3 separate regions of the Mus musculus genome follow, and regions 2 and 3 are each linked to region 1. A link is a contact called in public promoter capture Hi-C data. All regions are on one chromosome and are shown on one strand. Each heading gives the region's core, a stretch centred on a gene start, on an enhancer-like site or on the middle of the called end of the contact. The rest is flanking DNA. Distances are from core to core; before and after follow the strand shown. Region 1 holds the start of Zfp758 (zinc finger protein 758). Region 2 holds the start of Zfp51 (zinc finger protein 51). Region 3 holds the start of Zfp40 (zinc finger protein 40).

Region 1 (2,810 bases), core at 130-2,629:
CCTGGGGATCCATCCCATATACAGTCATCAAACGTAGACACTATTGTGGATGCCATCAAGTGCTTGCTGACAGAAGCCTGTTAGAGCTGTCTCCTGAGAGGCTGTGCCAGTGCCTGACAAATATACAGGTAGATCCTCGAAGTCAACCCCTGGACTGAGCACAGGGTCCCCAATGGAGGAGCTACCGAAAGGACCCAAGGAGCTGAAAGAGCTTGCAGCCCCATAGGAGAAACAATATGAACTAACCAGTATCCCGAGAGCTCCCAGAGACTAAACCACCAACCAAAGAGAACATACACATGGTGAGACTCAAGGTTCCAGCTGCATATGTAGCAGAGGATGGCCTAGTTGGTCATCAATGGGAGATGAGGCCCTTGGTCCTATGAAGGTTCTATGCCCCTGTGTAGGGGAATGCCAGGGCCAGGAAGTGGGAGTGGGTGGGTTGGGGAGCAGGGGGTGAGGCGGTGTATTCGGAGGAGAAACCAGGAAAAGGGATAACATGTGAAATATACATAAAGAAAATATCTAGTAAAAATTAGGCAATTTAAAAAATAAATCAGCATATGAAGACGCATTTCTGAATGCTTTACTTACATCCTAAACTGCATACAACTCAGACGAATAATTCATGGGCAATAAAAAGTATGCTTAGTAAATAGTAATGTTTACAATCATAGCCGTAGCATAACACAAAGTATATTTTCTCGTTCAAAAAAGTGTGCACTGGTTCTTCATATGATTACTATATACACAAAGTTCTACATAGCAGGGTAAAACGTATCCTCTTGAATAAGCAATTAGTAAAACACAGGAGTTAGAAAATATGAATAAATTTACATTCCGTAAGCTTTGTGATTGACACAATAGCAAACAGCAGATAATACAACTGGTCTATCATTTTTAATGAGTTATTTTACGACTGAATATTCTGTTAACTGGAGGATAAATGAAAAAAAACCATGATAGACCAACTGTTCATAAGATCTCAACTTCCTGACAACTGTAAGAGATCCACATCAGAACTGTGAGAGCGGCGTCCATAAAAACAGCTGCGGAAGCCCCCCCCCCCCCCCCACCTCCCCGCTCCGCTCCCTCCCGTTTCCCAGCCCCGCAGCGCCTCTGACCTGGGACCTTCCAGGGCTGCGCTGCTGACTCTCCCAGGTCCGCAGCCACAAAACAGAGTCTGAGGAGCTTTCCGGTTTCCGAAGGAAACTGGGGCCGAAAAACCAGCGCTCAGTTCGAGTACACATGGATTACACAGGTAGCAAGGGGAGTGGTGGCTTTTCACGTCATTCTGGCCTGGACATTTGGAGCTGGCGACCTAGAAGAGAACGCAGCTGGACGGACTCTACCAACGTAATTAAGGAAGTGAAAGCGGCGGGCCTGAAGGCGTTAGCGCTGTCACGTGACCGGAACCGTGGTGTCCTGGGCGGGGCTAGGGGAGCCGCTCCAAAGATCGTGGCCAGAGACTGGGAACCGCGTCCCCTTAGGTACCTGTTGGAGCCAAGTTGTCTCTACTCCCACTGCGGGCGACTTACCCTGGCCTGGTTCTTTTCGAAGGCCGTAACTCTCCTCAGATGCGGTTTCCTGTGCTGACCTGGGAGAGTCAGCCATCAGCCGCGCAGCCGGGGGCACCGCAGCCCGGCGGCCCTGGAACCTTCCAGGTCAGAGGAGCTGCGGGGCTGGGAAATGGGCTGGAGCGGAGCAGGGGCTTGTTTTCTGCAGTTGCTCTTAAGGACGCCGCGCTCACAATTATGCTGTGGATTTTTATCATTGTCAGGAGGTTTGAGATCCTATGAACTGGGTGTATCGTGCTTTGTTTGTTTGTTTGTTTGTTTTCATTTATCTTATGGTTACCAGAATGATTTCCGAAAATAGTGTCGTAGAACATTTGCAGTACTGTAGTTTGCACACGGGGTTCTCTTTGTAACAGCAGTTACAAAGCTTCTCGAACTTAGATTTCTTAACTCCCTTGACCCATCATTTGCCTACTCAGGAGAGAGTGGCTTATGGCCTGGGAAATAGGCATCCTCAGAGGGCTTTGTAGGTAGAAGTAAAAAGAGGAACCAGGGCAGACTTGACTGACTCAGAAAGTAAGGGTCCAGACTTAACCAGGATGTGATTGGAAAGAGAGAGGTGGAGTTGGACAAAGGAAGAGAAGGGAAGAGAGAATAGGGGGCAAGAGAAGAAGCGGGAGCCAAGAAAGCACCTAGCCAAAGTTGTCTCCTTTGATACTGTTTGGTTTTGGATGCCAGGACAATGGACTGAGGTGCATATTTTAAATATCAAAGCAGACCTGACCTCAGGGTTCTACCAACCTGAGAGGCCCTGCCCTCAATCCTAACTTTTCAGCCCAGGGTCCTGGTTGCCCTTCCACTAGAGGTGCCTCCCTATATAATCCAAACGTTTTGGTCTCTATCTCTCTTCCTCCTCTTCTTCTTCCTCTTCCTCCTCTACTGTGGATGGGCCTGTTCTTGTGAACCAGTCCCCTAATGAATATAGGAGCCAATCACTGGGTGAGTACATGGGACTTTCAGGTTGGACATAGGAAGAGAGTAAACAAGAGAGAGTCGGGTCCTTTTGGAACCAAGACAGCATATGGGTAAGATGTAGCTGCTTGAGTGTCCCAGTATCATGGCAGATCCACAAGGATCAACCACTAGAAGAATAAGAGTACAAGGCTTACAAGATTAGGTTTTCAGGGTTGTGCCCAGAGATTGAGTTACTATTGTTTCTGAATTAAGTTTGTGTTGCATTATCCTTCACATAGTGGCTTGCATGGGTTCAAGAAAGAAAGGTACAGCAGCAAA
Region 2 (2,810 bases), core at 91-2,590, 910 kb after region 1:
ATGGACAAAGTGGTTTTCTAGAACTAAGGAGACAAAATACTTTTGCTGTCTTTTTTCTGATATAGAAGAGCTAAAGTAATTATTTGAAAGATGATTTATAGTACCATCATATACAATATAATACCTTTTCTGTTTTATTTCTTTTTTCCTTTTCCTTCTCCCTCTTCCCACTGACATTTCTCTGTGGTTCTAGCTGTCCTTAAACTCCCTTTATGTACCAGGGTGGCAAGGAACTCCCAGATCCAATTGCCTCAGTTTCCTAAGTGTAGGCATTAAAGGCTTGTGATTAAAGGATTAAAGGGTTATAGGATACAGGGATTAAAGGATTAAAAACTGGTTTATAATGTCCTTTCTAACTGTGAACTGTAGCAGATGTGCAACTTGGTTATCATGTTGGTCCCCTAACAACTGGAGCAGAGGCTGTCTCTGACTCTGTTGACTGCCTTTGGATCCCCTTTCCCTAACTGGGCTGCCTTGTCTAGCCTCAATAGCCTCAGTGCAGTGCCTAATCCCACTGCATCTTGATATGCCAAGGAGGGTGGATATCCACAGGAGGCTTTCCCTTCTCTGAGGATAAAGAGAGGAAGGTGTAGGATAGGGGGAGGAAGGTAGTGGAGGAGTGAGAGACTAGAAGGAGAGGAAGAAGTGATGACAATCACTTCTAGTTATATTTACAACTATATCTACGAAACTCGCAACAAATATACGCTGAGATTCAGTTACATTTCCAGCCATTCCTTTCATGAGTAATAGCTAAAAGCTCTCTGGGGATGTTAAGTCACCAAGTATGTCCTGGGTATAACAGTGGAGTTAGCATGGATGTAAGTAAATTTAAAGAGCTTTATCCTTTATCTCAACAAAGAGAACTGGTTTGCAAACTTCAGTAGATAAACTAAAATATTCTACTATTCTACTATTTTGAATATTTTGGCAATCATTTGGTCAATGAAAAACACATCAGGATTATTTCAGTTTATATGCACTAAAATATATCGAGCCAGCTTACTTATGAACACCAGAAAAACTGATCACGCCCTGCTCTCTTCCGGCCCCTTCCCAGCCCCGTAGCTCCTTTGACTTGGGAGGTTTCTGAGCTATGGTTCCAGCTGCTGTGCTGCTGACTCTCCCAAGATGCCCCGCGCGGCACACGGCTGGCCGGCGTTTTACCTTCCCCTAAATTCCTCCCCGTTCTGCTATCCCAGGTCTACACTACGCGATTCCCTACGGTGCAGGGCCGTGAGCTCTGGACGTGAACAGGTCGTTAACACTTTTGGCTTTGGTTCTCAACTTACCTGGCTTCACTCACCTAGTTTCCCAGCTTCCGCTCACGTCACTCCTCTAACTCCTCCCACTCAACACTTTTCTACACTTCCTGGTAACGTCCAATGTGCTTGCACCCTCCGTTTCCGGGTGAGTGGCCCTGCCCCGCGGAGACCCGTCCCTCCCACTTTGTCTCTGGCTGCCTTCCACACAGGCCCAGCTGTCAGCTCGCCCAGCCTCCCCTCATGCTTGCTGCTAGCTAGACCAGAAGTGGATCTGGTAGGACTTTGCACCCCGATATCTGACCCCCATAGTGAGTTCAGAACCATTTAGATAAATGACCGGAAGCCTAACACCTCCTGGACTTCCAGCCGCTGGAATACATACTTTGTACCAAACAACAACAACACAGGCTAAATTCAGAAGCCCAAGTCCCATCCCCAAAACACAAACATGAGAAGCCAAAAGCAAATCCTAAAATTTTGACTTGGGAGAGACTTTTAAAGAACTTGGAATTTGAAAAGAAATAGGTGTCTCAAGAATTCAGTGGCTCTTTGCTATCCGCCCAGGGCCGAATTCATCCTGTGCTGTACTGATGTTACCACTAGATGGCGGTCTGTCATTTTACTAACTCAGAAAGGAGTTAGTCTTGTGATTTATGCTTAAAGTGAGAAAAACCAATTCTTTCTTTCTTTCTTTCTTTCTTTCTTTCTTTCTTTCTTTCTTTCTTTCTTTCTTTCTTTCTTTCTTTCTTTCTTTCTTCCTTCCTTCCTTCCTTCCTTCCTTCCTTCCTTCTCTCCTCCCTTCCTTCCACCCCTCTATTTATTTATTTATTTATTTATCTATTTATCTCTTTCTCTCTTCCTCCCTCCCTCCCTCCCTCCCTTTTTTCTGGAGTGTTGAATGCAGAGACCTTAACTTGCACAGATGCAAAAAATAAGGTATATGGTTCTAGTCTTAATATAGTCAGTTACTAGTTAGTTCATCTAGCTTGGTGAACACCAAAGAAGAGGTGGTTAGGATATAAGAAGGAAAAGAGGAGAGGATGGGCTAAGACACACTATTCTCTAGACTCCATACAATTATTGTAATCAGTAACCAACAGCAGCTGTCTTTATGTTCACTGGCCTCACACAAGACCACAGTCATTCTAGGAACTGGAACAGCTCACTTTACCTCCCAGAGGTTGGCTATGGATAGATTGTAGGAGAATAATCACTACCTTTAGTTGTCATCTTGTGCTGAGCACATCAGGCTCCAACACATAGCTCCTATCTTACTGGGTCCCTGGCAATATGAATAGAGATGAACACAATCGAGAGGTTTGTTGGAATTGTAAATCAGAAGAGCAGAGTTTTAGGAGTGGAATATGTACTTTATATCAAAAGTATACCAAAATATTGGGCAATACTTGATGTGGACATACAAATGCAATATGCAAGTGTGAAATAGCTAATAATAGAAAACTTGGGGGAGGTCATTCATTCACTCACTCATTCATTTGAGAAAGGTTTTCTTTGTGTAACACAATTATTAATGAAGTGTGCTAC
Region 3 (2,810 bases), core at 147-2,646, 830 kb before region 1:
AATTTTAGATGTTTGGCTGGTAATAGTGAAGGTCTGTGAGAGAAGGATGCAGATGGCTTTTCAGTGTCACTCCAATTTGCATAGTTATGAAAATAATTACCCAGCTTCCCAGTAAAGCTCTCCAGATTGAGTTGTTAATGTCTAAAATTTAAATTATTTCATATAAGTGTTGGATGCACAGTTTAAATTTCACTTCTGCCTTTAAACAGTGCTACTTGTGTATTTTCTTTTAATTCATCATTTCCTTTGACTGAGACATCCCGCTCCCGTACTTTGTCTTCAAGCCTGATATTCTGTCTCCTACCTGTTCTGAGTTATTATTAGACATTGCAGTTTTGATTTCTTGCTTCACTTCAGTTTGGACTTTTTCGATGTTTCTAGCTACTTATTGAATTCAATCTTCATATCTTAAGTCGTCCTCATTTCCATCAGCATTTGCTATCTGCCCCCTCCCCCCAACAAATCATTTTGTTCCTGTCTTTTTTTAGTTCATTTACATGCTCAACCTGCTTTGTTCTCCTTGAATTTGACTCTTGGTTTTTGAGCTATGTATCTTTAAGATACCACTTACAGTGTTTTCCTTAAAGGACACAGCTATAGTTTTTTTTTGTTTTGTTTTGTTTTGTTTTGGGTTTTTTGTTTGTTTGTTTGTTTGTTTGTTTGTCTGTTTTAGGTCAAGGGCATTTTAACCTTAGGTTTACTATAATGTTGGGAGCGGAACAAAAGTCAGAATTTAGGGTGTCGGCTGATTCCTTTTTGCTGTAGTCCAGAAGGCTAGTATCTCAAGATGAAAAGTTAGGCAGAATAACTTCTATCTGAAGACTTCAGAAGCCACGGTCTGGGTCAGACCTGGGTGCAGCGGACTAGATCCAGTTCTGGTCTAGCTGTCAGCAAGCCTGGTAGGTGGGTGGGTGGGACTGTGCTGAGCGTGTGCAGCGCAGCCTGACAGCTAGAGCTGTGTGACAGGCTGTCCAATACTGACTAGGAGGGACCTGCCTCCGCGGAGCGGGGATACTCGCCTGATCAGAAGGCGAGGAAGTTTTTAAAAACGAAAACAATCGGATAGACTTGGAAAAAAAGAAAGAAAGAAAGAAAGAAAGAAAGAAAGAAAGAAAGAAAGAAAGAAAGAAAGAAAGAAAGAAAGAAAGAAAGAAAGAAAGAAAGAAAGAAAGAAAGAAAGAAAGAAAGAAAGAAAGAAAGAAAGAAAGAAAGAAAGAAAGAAAGAAAGAAAGAGAAGAGCTTGGGAGGGGTGGGCTTACAAAAAAAAAAAAAAAAAAAAAAAAAACCCTCACGTAACCGGAACCAGCGTGTGGTGGGCGGAGCTAGGGCGGTGCTCCAAGGAGCCTGCACAGAGTGACAGAAAAATTCACCATTCACTGAGGGACCGGGGAAGCTGCGAGGTCCGGAATCCGGGGTGGAGGACACGGGCTTCTCTAGGAGGGCGTGAAAATTCCAGGCATCCACAGGTGCCGCGAGAGGAGTCCTGAGAAAGTCATTAGTCAACAGCGCTGTAGCTTGAGCCTCAGCCCGGCAGCCATAGAACGCCCAGGTCAGAGGAGCCGCGGGGCTGGGAAACGGGCGGGAGCAAGGGTGGAGGCTGCTCAAAGGAAGCCGCTCTCACAATTCTGTAGTAGATAATCTTTTAACCATGGATAGCCTACCATTGTCGGGAAGATTGAAATCATATGAACAGGGGTTTATCGTCATTTTTGCATTTATCTTATGCTGGCCAGAATATTTTCATAAAATAATCTGCTAGAGCATTTGCATCATCTGTTGTCTGCAAGCAGGCTTCTCATTGCTTTGTAATAGTTACAAAGCTGCTGGAATTTAAATTCATGCATGCTTTTTTCTAACTTCTGTGTTCTACTACTTGCCTATTTCAGAGATTGTCCTTTGCCCCTGGGACTAAGCACAGCAGAAAGCTTTGTAGATACTAGTCGCATGAAGAACCAGTGCAGATTTGATAGAATCAGAATATACACTGTGACAGAGCAAAACAGTGTAGCGGTTCCTCCATCTTGTTGTATTCCTGCTGAGACCGTTTCCAGGGTTAACTAAAAAATTATTTTCTTGATGGAGAATCCCATGAAAAAAACGACCCAACTCTATTCTAGGTCAGGATGTCCTAGCTAACCTACCATACTTAGCCATTGATTAAAGTTTTTGAGTAACCTCTTCCAGTCAACCTTAGATCCTAGCTGCTGGTGTGCTGGAACCTCCCATCAGGATGGCTAACCTCCTATTTTAGCTACTGTTAAAAACTGCTTGCTTCAAACTACTTACTCTGCAGAATGGCCCCAGCAGCTGCTATGCAAGATGCCTGGATGAGGTCCCTGCCCTTAAAACCCCTATGTTTTGGACATTCACAGAAACACTTAGGTCCCTGAACACTTGGGTGTGGTCTCAACCGGCTGGAATAAAGACTTTGAGTGGGCTATAAACTGTTTGAGTGGTCATCTCTGGCCAGCTACCCATAGCAGTACTTTATTAAATGCCAAAGTTACTGCTGTAAACATTAATGTTTACTAAGCAAATTTTACTCCCTGTTAATTTTCTGTCTTGAGATGTAAGCACTCTATAAATACAGTATTTGGAGTGTAAATACACAATTCAGAAATGTGTAATCATGATTTTATAGTCAGCAAACTCAGTTTAGATTAAAACTAAAATTAGAAAGCATCGTTTCAATAATTGTATTCGCTCACTGGAATCAGAGTAATGAATGACTCCTTGTTTCACAAAAAGCACTCTGCCCTTGCACATGTGGCCAAACTGTTGTCTGCTTTTTGTCACTGTTTGTTTTACTT

What was found. Promoter capture Hi-C pulls out the DNA fragments that hold promoters and counts their contacts. Capture Hi-C pulls out chosen DNA fragments and counts their contacts.
Region 2: a contact with region 1 is called in a promoter capture Hi-C map of adipose tissue, with 3 times the contacts expected there. The contact joins the promoter of Zfp51 here to the promoter of Zfp758 in region 1. A contact is called at or near these places in 1 of 39 promoter capture datasets (pre-B cells), 1 of 115 datasets of contacts at active chromatin or transcription factors (large pre-B cells) and 2 of 9 other capture datasets (adipose tissue and liver).
Region 3: a contact with region 1 is called in a promoter capture Hi-C map of pre-B cells, with 14 times the contacts expected there. The contact joins the promoter of Zfp40 here to the promoter of Zfp758 in region 1. A contact is called at or near these places in 9 of 39 promoter capture datasets (the 3T3-L1 cell line, the C10 cell line, embryonic stem cells and 4 more), 7 of 484 Hi-C or Micro-C datasets (adipose-derived mesenchymal stem cells, bone marrow-derived macrophages, cerebral cortex and 2 more), 6 of 115 datasets of contacts at active chromatin or transcription factors (the SCID.adh cell line, astrocytes, embryonic stem cells and 3 more) and 4 of 9 other capture datasets (adipose tissue, embryonic stem cells, liver and 1 more).

The regions. Positions count from the first base shown.
Region 1 is chr17:22,360,022-22,362,831 of GRCm38.p6, reverse strand. It overlaps Zfp758 (zinc finger protein 758), which reads right to left and starts at 1,379. Exons shown (of 3, transcript NM_001347330.1): 1 at 1,125-1,379. The coding sequence starts at 1,250. It overlaps Zfp944 (zinc finger protein 944), which reads left to right and starts at 1,432. Exons shown (of 6, transcript NM_176962.4): 1 at 1,432-1,664.
Region 2 is chr17:21,448,904-21,451,713 of GRCm38.p6, reverse strand. It overlaps Zfp51 (zinc finger protein 51), which reads right to left and starts at 1,340. Exons shown (of 5, transcript NM_009558.4): 1 at 1,293-1,340.
Region 3 is chr17:23,191,814-23,194,623 of GRCm38.p6, reverse strand. It overlaps Zfp40 (zinc finger protein 40), which reads left to right and starts at 1,396. Exons shown (of 6, transcript NM_009555.2): 1 at 1,396-1,549.